Linked DNA regions of Triticum aestivum: region 1 is linked to region 2. The links are chromatin contacts, called in public Hi-C maps. All regions are on one chromosome and are shown on one strand. Each heading gives the region's core, a stretch centred on a gene start, on an enhancer-like site or on the middle of the called end of the contact. The rest is flanking DNA. Distances are from core to core; before and after follow the strand shown. Region 1 holds the start of LOC123145055 (heterodimeric geranylgeranyl pyrophosphate synthase small subunit, chloroplastic). Region 2 holds the start of LOC123145052 (protein RMD5 homolog).

Evidence for each region. Hi-C and Micro-C count contacts between places; a contact is called where the count stands out from the background.
Region 1: a contact with region 2 is called in a Hi-C map of leaf, with 5 times the contacts expected there. The contact joins the promoter of LOC123145055 here to the promoter of LOC123145052 in region 2. A contact is called at or near these places in 2 of 5 Hi-C or Micro-C datasets (both in leaf).

Annotation. Positions count from the first base shown.
Region 1 is chr6D:349,863,385-349,869,836 of IWGSC CS RefSeq v2.1, reverse strand. It overlaps LOC123145055 (heterodimeric geranylgeranyl pyrophosphate synthase small subunit, chloroplastic), which reads left to right and starts at 1,491. Exons shown (of 1, transcript XM_044564363.1): 1 at 1,491-2,832. The coding sequence starts at 1,599. The coding sequence ends at 2,639.
Region 2 is chr6D:349,512,509-349,519,661 of IWGSC CS RefSeq v2.1, reverse strand. It overlaps LOC123145052 (protein RMD5 homolog), which reads left to right and starts at 4,027. Exons shown (of 4, transcript XR_006472073.1): 1 at 4,027-4,123; 2 at 4,218-4,290; 3 at 5,024-6,328; 4 at 6,592-6,824.

The DNA of each region.
Region 1 (6,452 bases), core at 242-2,741, 350 kb before region 2:
GGAAGGAAAAAATTGCGGAAAAGTATTTTTTTTCATGTATAAAACGGCAATGGTTGAACAGGATTTATAAGGAACTTTTAAATATAAACTCCTATGAAGCTCAAAACAAGTTTTCTAGTAGGATAAAAGAAATAAAATACAAAAAATACTACAAATAAAATAGCTACTGATAACTAAACAAAAACAAAAAGAATATGTCAAAAAACTAAAGAAAACAATTTAAAGCAATTAAAATTGAAAGAAATGGCATAAAACCTATAAAACACTAAAACAGAACTGCTTTCATAAAAACCTAATTTTAAATAATTATAAAATTCGCCAATTAATTACTACTGATAAACAAAGTCACAAAGAACCAGTAGCAAAAAGAATCATCTGAAAAAAATACTCCTAGCTCAAATTATAGGCAATCTAGTGATTTGAGCAAATTCATGAAAATTCAAATTCAAACTTTCAAATCTAGTCAAACTTGATATCTACAGGAACTTCATAAAATTTCTAATCTAATGCAAAAAGAATCAAATTAAAATACTAAAAATCCTAATTGATATGAATTTTCTAAAACAGCAGAGCAGGTGTTGGCCGAAAAGTCCTTTTTGGCCAAAGGTTGGCCGAAAAGTCTCTCTTCGGCCAACATGAGGCCGATAGGGTGATACTTTTGATTTTTCTGCATTAGGGTTATAGTTTCCGAATTTGCTATAAAAATCATCATAGTTTCAAAAAAAAATCCGATCCAAACAGCCCCTCGGCGTCCGGAGCCGCCGGAAGAGAGCAATGCTAGGGGACGGCAAGTCTGAGAGAAAACCCCTGGCCATGACCAAGCTTCAAAATATCGGATAGCGGGTCCGTATCGGTTTGGTTTTGACATATTGGATGTCGGATATCGGATGATATGTAGATATATCGGTCTCTAGTTTTTTTTTCATTATTCTTGTTTAAAACATTTTTTAGTAAAAGAAAATGTATGATGTCAATGCTTCAACATAGCATTTTTAGATTCCTAGTTTATTGATTTGTTGATTAAGAAACTATTAAGGAAAGATTCACAAAATCCTTACTCTATGATTAAAAACAGTACGATATATATGCATTTGTATAAAACATTGTGAATAACTTCAATAATATATAACGAAGTTGTAAATGCACAATCTTATTTCACTGCTATCCAACAAATTATTATTGTCATCTATGTATTGTTCTATATCGCTGGACATATTGGGCTAGATATCGGCCATATCGGTTGATATTTCGGCCCATATCGGATGATATATTGAAAAATGATATATTATGTTTATGTCGGTGGAGCCCCAAAAGTGATATATCAGCCTATATATCGGTCGTACCGGCCTAGATTTAAAAGCTTGGCTATGACATCGATGAGGCTTTACCAATGTTGGTCTTGAGACTGATTCTCACGTGACGAGTTGACGACATCAGTTTTTTTTCTTTTCGAGAACTCGTGATCTGATAATAGGCATCCCACGATCATATACCGGATTAGTGGCACAACGGAAGTGCAGAACAGCGTCACCTAGCCGGGTCACACCCACGAACCCAAGAAACCACATCCGAACCCAAATCTGCGCCTCTCCGTCGCCATGGCTCTCTCATCCCTCTTCGTCTCCCTCCCCCTCCCCATCCCGAGGCCGCCATCCACCTCCAAATCAAGCCGCTTCCTCCCTATCCGGGCCTCTCCCGCCGCCGCCGCCGCCGCCTCCCCATCTTTTGACCTGCGCCGCTACTGGACCTCGCTGATCTCGGAGGTCGAGGGCGAGCTCGATGCCGCGATGCCCATCCGCCCGCCGGAGAGCATCCACAACGCCATGCGCCACGCCGTCCTCCCGGGCGCCGGAAAGGAGGGCGCCGCCAAGCGCGCGCCCCCGGTTCTCTGCGTCGCCGCCTGCGAGCTCCTCGGCGCGCCGCGCGCCGCGGCGCTCCCCACCGCCGCCGCGCTGGAGATGCTCCACGCGGCGTCCCTCGTGCACGACGACTTGCCGTGCTTTGACGCCGCGCCCACCCGCCGAGGTCGCCCGTCCACCCACGCGGCGTACGGCACGGACATGGCCGTCCTCGCAGGAGACGCGCTCTTCCCGCTCGCCTACACCCACGTCATCTCCCGCACCCCCTCCCCCGACCCCGTGTCGCACGCCGTCCTCCTCCGCGTTCTCGCAGAACTCGCGCGCACCGTGGGATCCACCGGCATGGCCGCCGGCCAGTTCCTCGATCTCGCCGGTGCCAGCGCCCTCGGTGAAGCCGAGGTCATGCAGGTCCTGACCAAGAAGTTCGGCGAGATGGCGGAGTGCTCAGCCGCGTGCGGGGCTATGCTAGGCGGTGCGGGCCCCGACGAGGAGGCCGCGTTGCGGCGATACGGCCGCACCATTGGCGTCCTGTACGAGCTCGTGGACGACATGCGGAGCGCGTCGGGAAACGGCAAGATGAGGAGCAACGCCAGCGTCCTGCGCTCTCTGGGCATGGACCGTGCGCTGGGCATCGTCGAGGAGCTCAAGGCGCAGGCCAAGACGGAGGCGGACAGGTTCGGTGATAAGTATGGCGACCGGGTGCTGCCTCTGTACAGCTTCGTGGACTACGCCGTGGAGAGGGGCTTTGAGCTCCAGGATGCAGCCACCGCGAAGCTTTAAGCATTGGCACAGGTGACATGTAGAGTTATGTGGTGCTGAAATTCTGTGATCTGAAACTCTAAATCTGTAACATATGTGTTCAGAACATTAGATGCGTGGTTGCTGTTTCTGTCCAAAACGTAGCAAGTTCATAACATGGTATCAAATGATAAACTTATTTGATAAAATGCTAGTAATATTTTTGAGTTCCTAATGCACGGGAGTGAAGCTGACCCAAGTTTACACCATGTTCTGAGCTTTCGAATTGTTCCTACTGCTCGGTTCGTTTGTAAGAAAGTTTACCTGTTGTGCTTCGTCGTTTGAAATTGTGTGAAACATCACATGGTGGTAAAACATTTCAGTACTCTAGGCCATCACAATGCTTTGTTACCTGACAATTATAAATATTCATAAATTTTGCCAGACATTAAAAATGAGAAAGCACGCGACTATAAGAGGGTCTCTAGGTCTTCCCCTAAAAAAATCAATTTCTTGATTCTTGTCTAGGGAGTTAACACTATATATTCCTTCTCCTAAATTGTATAGCTCACTCAAATTTTAGGGGTTAAGTTCAGGGAGTAGTAAATTCTGCCTATATTTGATTAGAATTTGCCCCCTCAGCATGGAGGAAGTTTCCTTTCGCAATCACCGCCTCCCGCCATCGCTGAAGCCGGCAACCTCTCCGGCCATGTCACTCCGACGCTCACATCCCCACCCTTTCCAAGTTGCAATACGGCCATGTCACTGTGCCGGAAGAGCTATTGGCCGCCGCACCCGACCTTCGCTGCCTCGGTGCCTCCTAAGCCTCCTCCAACACATCTTCATCGAATTATATTCAAAATAAAAGAAAAGGACTTTTTGTAAGAAAACGTCCCCCGCTAATCCAGACGAGCTTTCAAATATTTGTCCCACATCCATTCGGCCTGTGTTGTGCCGACCATTGTCGCCTCCCGAGCCAAGCCACGGCGGAACCAGGTCGTGGCACCTCTCCACCTCCCCCGCGTCCCTTTTCCGATGCACGGTTGCACGCGAGGTGGGTAAAAGGGTTTTTTTTTCTTTCATTTTCTCATTTCCTATGCCAATGTGGAAATATATCTGAAATACCTTTATGCAAAAATATATGAATTTGCATAGGAATTTTTTTGGAGGGTGGGGGGTGCACATAAATTTAAACCCTCAAATTCTAGGGAGTTTACTTCATAGAAATAGTGTAAGTTATTAAGTTATAGGAAAGTAGAAAGATATATTTTTTTGAATCGGGAATAACCCCTTTCCATTAACTGAATAACATAAATGCAAAGTCCAGATCCAGAGTTTAAGAGGACGGGAAAGGGGGGACCCACTACAGGAACTCGCCTACGAGACACTTGCTATGGGGCGAAAACCCGACGACATCGCAACCACAAAAGTATCACGTATCAGGACAGGCTCAACAGGCAAGCAATGCAACGTTCATGTAGGAGCAGGGAACAAACGTCAAAAGACATAATAAGACAACACTAGGCAACCAACCAAGGTCAGGAGTGGAAGGAGATGAAGCTCCTAGCTTCCTATAGAATCGTCCGTGGCCGTAGCTCACATCCGCATCTTGTTGCTAGCATTCTCCCTCAACATCATCATGCCACGCTCCAGAGCTTCACGATCTGCACCCTTCATTAGCCATGCCTAGTAGTTCAAGAAAACACAAGCAGAGAACACAATTTCAAAAGGGGTTTTAGGCAATGTGAACTCAATGGTGGCACGATTTCAGCAATTCCAGATAGCCTATCGCAGCCAGGCCAAAAGTGAATCTATGTTTTTCAAGTTGCTCATACATAGACTTGGTAGACTTGGTAGCGAATCTATGTTTAGAGCCAGGAGCGTAAGTTGAATACTCGCAACAACAACATTCATCTTACACCACATCTCATTGAGAGGCGGGTGTAGTCGTCTACGAAATAGATTAAGCACATCCACATCTCTCCACTTATCCACAGTCATGCCAGGGTAATTACAAACACTAAACAACTGAGGGAACTGGGTGTATAAAGGGGGCAATCTATTCACGGAAACCACACAGACATGGGCCACGGCCCCATATCTCAATTGACAGCTTTCCATATAGGGGAGCCGTTAAATTTCCTTTTAACCGTGGCAACGGTATCCCTCTTGAGATACTTTGCTTTGATCGCACCCCGCCAGAGCCCTTGTTGAGTGTCAAGTTTCCACCACCACTTGACCAACAAGCTAATATTTTTCTTACGAAGGTCTTTCATTCCAAGCCCACCTTTTGTTTTCGATCGACGCACATGATCCCAGCGAACCAGTTGGTATCTTTTTCGACCTCCCAAACTCGTCACAAAAATGACGTCTATGTTTGTCAAGTTTCTCATTGAAAGTCTTAGGAAGGAGGAACATGGCCATGTAATAGTAAACTATACTAGACAAGGAGGAATTCATGGGAGTGAGCCCCCCGAGGAGGCTACATTCCCGATGCAAGATTTGCAACGCTTCAGAAACTTTTAATCCACAAAAATCTAGTCCAAGCATCTCAAAGTAGAAAAGCCATTGGACCCCCCCCCCCCCCAAGTATTTCATGGGGAAATGGCCTACCTGACATTTAACCAAATTAGCCTAGAAGTCCAACACATTATCATCACCCCCACACAAAAGGTTTCACTTTTTAGGTAGTGGACCTTCAATCCTAACATAAGCTCGAACAGATATAACAACAGTTTTAGGTTAACAACCACCAAAGGGTCATGCTCAAAGCAAAGGACGGTGTCGTCTGCATATTGCAGAACAACCACACCACCGCTAATCAGATCAGGAGTTAATCCTGTAGCAACTTCTCTTTCTGGGGCTAAAAATCATTTTAGACAAACTTTCAACAGCAAGATTAAATAGAAAAGGGGACAGACGATCTCCTTGACGGATCCCCTTGTGGCTCTGAAAGTAAGGGCTCATCTCATACAATTGTAAAGAATTTTACGAATCCATTCGCACCAGGTATCATTAGAGCCCCTCAACTTGTAGCATCATGGCAAAAAAAAGTCCCAATTGATCTTATCGTAAGCCTTTTCAAAATCAAGCTTAATAACTATGCCCACTTTCTTCTTAACATGAGTGTGGTGAAGGATCTCGTGCAAGGTCAGGATCCCATCCATAATATTTTTATTTTTTATAAAAGCATTCTGGTGACAACTAATCATCTTATCAGAATAGATAGCTACCCGATTGTCAAGAGTTTTGGTAATCAGCTTATATGGGCAGCGAAGAAGGCAGATAGGACGGAATTGTTGGAATTTTCTTTGCTCCTGGCAGCTTCGTGATCAAGGTGATCAAACCAAAATTCAGACGCGCTACATCCAGAGTATCCGCGTGGAAAGCCTTGAAGAGGCACATGATATCGGTATTGACGAAATCCCTACAACTTTTGTAAAACTCCATGGGTATATTATCAGCCCAGGAGCTCTATTACTATCCATCCCAAACAGAGCCACTTTTACATCTTCCTCGGAATAGGGCCGAGTTAGAAACTCATTATCATCATCATTAAGTTTCTCATGTTGTCTCCTTGTTTCAGGGGAAGTGTGGAAAAGGTTTCCAGGGGCGGGCCCAAAGAGGTCCTTGTAATAGGAGGTAGCATAATTCAGAAGGTTTTCGGTGCCCTCAATCATCACCTCACCATCAGAAAAAGAATGGATCATGTTTTTACGCTTCCTACCATTAGCGATGCGATGATAATATCAGAGCGAAAAGCCACCCCCGAAGCAAGGAGTCCTTCCACCGCACTGGTTCAGTCCTAGCCAGGGTCTGGCCAAAGGAGAAGAGGCGGTGCTCGCGCCAAATGCT
Region 2 (7,153 bases), core at 2,778-5,277:
AGAAAAAATATTCAAAAAATCATAAAATGTTCACGGATTCAAAAAAGGTTTGTGACTTAAAAAATGTTTGGGTATTCAAAAAACTGTTCATGATTTTGAAAAAGAATTTCAGGAAATCGAAAAATCTAAATGAAATTAAAAAAAATGTTTGCTAATTCATAATTTTTTTTAAAAGCGTTCACCAAATTCAATAAATCTTTGTCAATTAAAAAAAAGTTCACCAATTGAAAAGATGTTAATGTATTATGAAATATTCATGCCTTTCAAAATTGTTTGTCAAAACAAAAAAATGTTAGTGAACTTCAAAAATTGTTCCCCCAATTTAAAAAAAGATTGCCAATTCAAAACAAATGTTCACTTATCTCATAAAAAAGGTTCACAAATTTGTAAAAATTGTTTGTTCATTCAAAATATGTTCACAAATTTAAAGAATGTTCATGATTTCAAAAAATATCCACGAATTCAAAAAATAAGAAAAACAAATATAAAAAGACCGTGAACAAAGAAAAGAACAAATGAAATAAAAAAAAGAACGAAAATAAAAAAGCAGAAAAAATGAACCAAAACCTGAAAGACTAAATGGGCCCGGCCTAATATACGTAATGGCCGGGGAGGGGGGGGGGGAGGGGGAACTCCTATGCGTATTTTGCGGCGAGTAGCCGCCCGAAGCACAGAGAAGCAGCGAACTGGGCCGGCCCAGCAGCGGAAGGGCACCTGAAAAATCCAAAAAATAATGCGCTCGATCAGGTTCGGACACAAGACCGCTCACACTTCACGCGGCTAGTAACCAGTGCACCTGAACAGGTTCAGGCTTGCTGTTCAATTCCTAGCTCGGGGCTTTAATAAGGCAGTATTGTTAGATCGAACGTCTTATGAAAAGGACAATGCTAACGCCCACACGTGTGGTGGGTGTCAAACCTGTCCACACGCCCTATAACACACAGACTGCGCCACGTCACCGCATGCATGCATGTGGAAATCTTTTTGGATTTCAGTTTTTAAAATGTTTTATCTCTTAAATGAAAAATCCGATTGAAGATCCGTTTTCATCATTAAATCTCTCGCGACGAGATCTTCAAAACTAGATCTCATATCAATATATTTCGACGATTTGTTTTGGGTTAAAAGTTGCCATGTCTATTGCATATGAATTGACATGATGTTTACACTGAATTTGCCATGATATGTTTCAGCTATTTTCTTCTATATTTAAAAGTAAATTTTGACATATTATAAAACAGGGAATTAAGAAACTAGATTTGCCATGAACCATAACTAAAATTGCCATGATACATGCACTTAAAATTGCCATGGTTCATACAAAAAATAATTTTTGTGGTCAAAGTACTGGAATTGCCATCATAAAAAAAATAAAATTGCCATGCTCTACAAACTAAAATTTCCACATGGCAACTTTAGTTTAAGCACTATGGCAACTACAGTGTAAACATCACGGCAACTTTTGGGCAAATTTTTTTCGTCAAAACATATCAACATGGGGTCTAGTTTTGAAGATCTCGTCGAGACGGATTTTTAATTTGATTTTTTAATTAGGAGATAAAACATTTTTAAGCAGAAAACCAAAAAGATTCCTGCTAATGTCATCTGTTCATACCTGGCAAAATGAGTGGTGATGAAGGTGTGTGGACGATGTGCAAGATGCCACACGTGTGGGCGTTAGTTTTTTTATGAAAATTAAAACATGATTTTTTTAAGGAATTAAATACTTTTTGAAACTTGAAATATTCCAGAAAAATCAAACAAAATTTTAGACAATAGAACATCTCTTGATTTTGCGATTTTTGTAAAAAAAATAGAAACATTTTTGAAATTGGGTACAAAAGTTGAAGCACGAACATTTTTTGAAACTCCGAACAAAATTTGAAAATATGAACATTTTTCAGCTGTGAACAAAATTTGAAAATAAAAACAATTTTTGAATCTCTGAACAATTTTTTAAACTCCGAACAAAAATTGAAAACATGATCATTTTTTCAGATGTGAACAAAATATGAAAATAAGAACATTTTTTGAATCGATGAACAATTTTTGAAAATACGAACAAATTTTTCAAAAGAAAAGAAATTGTTGACGAATGTGAACATTTCCTAAAAATACGAACATTTTTTAAAATTCACGGACAGTTTAAATTTGCGAAAAAAATTGAAAATGGCAATATGTTTTAAATTCTCGAACACTTTTTGTAAATTGGGAACATTTTTGAAAGTTTTGATTTTTTTTTTGAAAAAATGAGAACAATGTTTGATTGGGAACGTTTTTTTTTAACTCTGAAAATTTTCAAAAAAAGTTTTTTTAAATTTCGAACAATATTTGAATTCTCGAACTTATTTTGAAATAAAAATAAAAAGGAAAAGAAAGAAAAGAAAAGAAAAACGAAACAGATAGAACAGAAAAGAAAAAGTAAAAAAGGAACAGAAACAGAAAATAAAAGGAAAATAAGAATCCCTCTTTAGGGACCTTCTAGAAACAGATAAAAACCGGCTGGGAAACTTCTAGAAAGTTCCCAAAACCGGAACTAACTACAGTGGGAGATGGGCCGGCCCACTTTATCGCGCCCCTGTGCGATCGGTTGACTGTTTGACGCAGAGAGCGCCAAATAGGTTTTTCCAGCTCCTATTCGGCGTCTTAAGCGCCAGCTAGGAAAACCGTAGCCCACGCATTCTGCAGACTGGGTCGGCCCAGTTTCTGAACCGTTGAATCTAAAAACAAATCCGAAAAAAAATGAATAAAATTTTTTTCACCCATTGAAAAGGGTTCATAGCATTTGAAAAAAAGTCCAGGGTGATCTACTAAGAAGGTTAACAAATAATTAAAAAGTTCATGGATTTGGAAAAATAGTTCACTAATTTGAAACAACGGTCATCAATTTCGAAAAAAAGTTTAGAAATTTGAAAAAAGGTCATAGATTTTGAAAACAGTCATTGGTTTGAAAGGTTCATCAATTTGAAAAATTTTCATCGATTTTACAAAAAATAGCAAAATTGAAAAAATTCGCACATTTATCGTTTATCAAAAAGAGTAAGAAAAGAGCAAAAAAAGTAAAATGTAAAAAGAAAAACAAACAAACAAAACCGTTAAAAAAACAGTAAGTAAATCAACTCAAAAAGAAGGTCATCAGCCATGTCCAAAGGGGGTGGCTGGGTGGTTATTGTGGCGTACTTAAAACAAGCAGGTCACTGGTTCGAACCGTAGTGACCTACGCCCCAAATAGGGTTGGCCTTCCCATAGGCCAGCGCAGACACCCCGCGTGCGCTTTGTGCCAGCCCATTTTCCTTTTTATTTTCAAAAACGTTCCAAATTTTCAGAAGCAAATCATAAAAAATTGGAAAATGTTCACAAATTTGAAATTGTGTTTGGTATTTCAAAAGAAGTGCAAGAATTTTGGAAAAAATTCTGAGTTTCCAAAATGTTCACAAATTTCAAAAATCTGTTCTGAATTTCATAAAATATTTTCCTATTCCAAAAATATCCGTGAATAAAAAATTGTTAGCGTATTAAAAAATTGATCCCAAAGTAAAATAATGTTCTCGATTCAAAACAGGTTCAAAAATTTGAAAGATGTTCCCACTTTTATAAAAATGTTCATTAATTTGAAAAAAATCATGAATTTTGGAAAATTCGTGATTTCAAAAATATTTGCTAGTTCAAAAATCTTGGAAATTAAAAAAAATGTTCAGGAATTTAAAAAATCTTAGTTTTGAAATTATGCAGAAATTTGAAAATTTTCTCAATTTTCAGAAAAGCTTACGATTTTTAAAATTGTTCATGATTTGCACGAAATGTCATGAATTTGAAATTTAATCGTGATTTTTAATAAAATTCATGAATTTCATAAAAAAAGAATAAAAACAGATGAAAAAAGTAAAAACGAAAGAAGACAGACAGAAAAGACGCAGAAACAGAGTCTGAGATTTTGGGCATTAACGAGTATCTAGCCCATTAAGCTGATCCAGTAGTCAAGGACTGACTCCTCGCTGCTAACTGGCCCATTAAATAGATCCAGCCGCCAAAGTGGTCTAGGGTTCGTCGTTTCGCCTAGATTGCTTGCCGGGACAGGAGCCCCCCAAAACCGCCACCGGCTTTCTCTCGCTCTCGCGTTCAGGTAATCGTCCTCTCCGGTCTCCCTCTTCAGTCTCGGTTCGATTTGGTTATATCGCCTCCTATGCATTCAGATCAGTCGATCCACCTCATCGCAGGTCCTCTCGATTTCGCCGCGTCCTTCTCCTCTGATCCGAAGGAGAATTGCGTTTTCTTGAAGAATAAAGAGCGGTTAGTGTTCTTTTACCAGTTAGGGAAACTTAGGCCGCCGTTTATGAGTAGATTCTGCGGTGAGGTTTTGTAGAGAACATACTGTCTCGTAGGACAAGTGATAGAATTTTGTGTGTTTGTAGTCTGTGATGAGAACTGCAATTCGTGAAGCGCGCATGTGGTGGGCATTGTTAGCAACCTAGCATCTTTGGAATCTACGCTGGTATTGTCTAGAGTTGTAATTGTGGGTCGGGATCCAAATCAAATGTCCAGAATTTGTGGGGGTGATACTGCAACCCGTTTTATGTTCTTGCCCAGTTCTCTTAGTATGGTGCTTCAAGCTAGTATTGTTGAACTGCTATGTGCACAGCCTGCGCATTTGATTTCGGTTTACATCAATTTGCTGGGAATATGTCCAATCGTTTGTTTTGTATTTTCGTCTATACAGAGTTAGATAGAGAGTTTGTGTGTGATGTGGTGATGCGATTTGTATTCGTTCATCTCAATTTCTCTTGAACGCTGCTCCTTTAGTAGAAGAATCGCATCTGTCAGTTTGCTCCTTATTGATGATAATTCTGCAAGGCTACCTTTTGAAGAGTGGGTGTTCTACATAATTACTCTATGCCACTGATCTGAATATGTTGCTTGTAATATATGATGTGATAACTTTGGTACTTGAATCTAAGGTTCATTTCTTTGCAACCTACTGTTTTGACTTTTGACTGATCAAATTGTCTTCCATTTTGTATAACAGGTGCTGAAGCTAGTCAGAAATGGAAGTAGATACACTGAAGGATGAATTCGATCATGTTGTTAAAAAGCAGAAACTTGCATCCTCGAGAACTATAGATTTGGTAAACCAAATCGAGAAAGAAATTGAGCAGGCTATCGGTGCTATCCAAGAAAATGGCACAGATAGGGATGCTGCATCAAACCTGAACCATGAAATTCTTACTAATCTGAAGAATACGCTGAAAGAGTTGGTTCCAGTGAAGCAACTTGAGAGCTGCCAGAAAGAAATGAACACTGCACTCGGCAAGTGGGTAAAGACCACCGAGAAATTCTTCATCAATGATATTTCAAAAGCTTACAAGAATGTCGACATGGAACCGCATGTACTTAATGAGATTATTGCAAACCATCTATACCGGGAGGCATTATTTGACATAGGTGACAACTTTCTTGGAGAGGCCAGTTGCTTAGCATCTATAAAACTGAAACAACTGTTTCAGGAGATGTATGAGATTTTTGGTGCGCTGCGGACTGAGAAATCTGAGCCTGCTCTGAGTTGGGCAATGAAAAATCATGATGCACTACTGCAAAACGATTCCTGTCTCGAACTTAAGCTTCACCAGTTGCAGTTTGTTGAGATACTCAAGCAAGGAAAAAGAGATGAGGCTCTTCAGTATGCTAGGACATACCTGGCGCCATTTGCTACCATACACAAGGATGTAATCCAGAAGCTGATAGCCTCCATATTATGGGCCGGGCGCCTAGACCAGTCACCATATACAGAGTTCTTAGTACCAACTAACTGGGAGAAGCTAGCTGAGGAGTTCGCTCAACAGTTCTGCAATCTGAAGGGTCAATCCTCCACAGGTCCTATGGGCATGACAGTTGCAGCTGGAGCTGAAGTGTTGCCAATTCTTCTTAAACTGATGACGGTACTAACTGCAAAAAGGGAGTGGCACTCTATGAAGGAATTTCCTTTCCCATTGGACCTCCGCAGGGATTTTCAGTTCCACTCAGTGTTCATCTGTCCTGTGCTTCGTGAGCAAGGTAGTGATGATAATCCTCCAATGCTTCTTCCATGTGGGCATGTCTTGTCGAAGCAGTCGACTGTGAAATTATCAAAGAGCAGCTCCCGGTCTTTCAAATGCCCATATTGCCCGTTCGAAGCATTGGCATCTGAGTGTAAGCGGCTTTATATCTGAGGATTTCTTGCTCTATGATTGGCCATTTGTGTGCACCAGCCTTTGCTATCTCTTTTCCTGTCAACGGTGCTACGTTCTTTTATCACCTCCCTGATAATGTCAAATTTTCGTTGACACTTGTAAAGGTAAGACGTTATACTCAGGGTGCTCAACTCTGCTCATGTCTTGTATATAGAGTATGAAAGAGATGTAATAAGAACACATTGGATGATTGATTCTCTTTATAGGGCCATGGGGTGATTTAACTGTGTTTGATTGACTTGGAAGTGCCAGCTTGTTTTTTTTAGAGAAATGAGCTCTCTTTTTTAGGGAAGCAATTTTTTTAATCAGCTCCTTTAAGCGATGGTATTAACTTGTGATGCTAACCCTGTGTTTGGTTGCGCTGTAGATTCTTGAAAAGCTGTTGTGGAAAAGCTGGAGGTTGTTTGGTTAAAACGACTAGGTTGTTTGGTTAAAACGACTGAAACTGTAGATTTAGTTGTGAATTGTCTGTAGTGTCCCTGGGGTCTGAGTGAATATGTTTATATGCTAATTGACCGTAAAGCGGTGATATGTACATTTGTAGGTAATTGAACGATTATTTTGTAATTTAGGTGATTCATAGCTAACACAAGAGCATAGCACTATTTGCAATTTCCAAAAAAACACAATCCATTCATAGATTTACTTGAAAATACAATAGAGAGCAGCAATATGTAGCAACTACTAATGAAAATGTATTCACAATATACAATCTATGGCTATTAATAGTTAAATAAAAAACAAAAAAAATCATGAACAGAGAAGGATAGGTGGGGATGAGGGAGGAGGTACGAGGTATGAGGGGAGGTGGCCAGAGGGTCGGTGCCGCCATCGGCCGCCGGACTAGGTCGGCTGTGTTCAGGGGAGGATGGAGGAGGGATGGCGGAGGGGCGAGAGGAGGAGACCAGAGGGACAGTGCATCGGCGTCG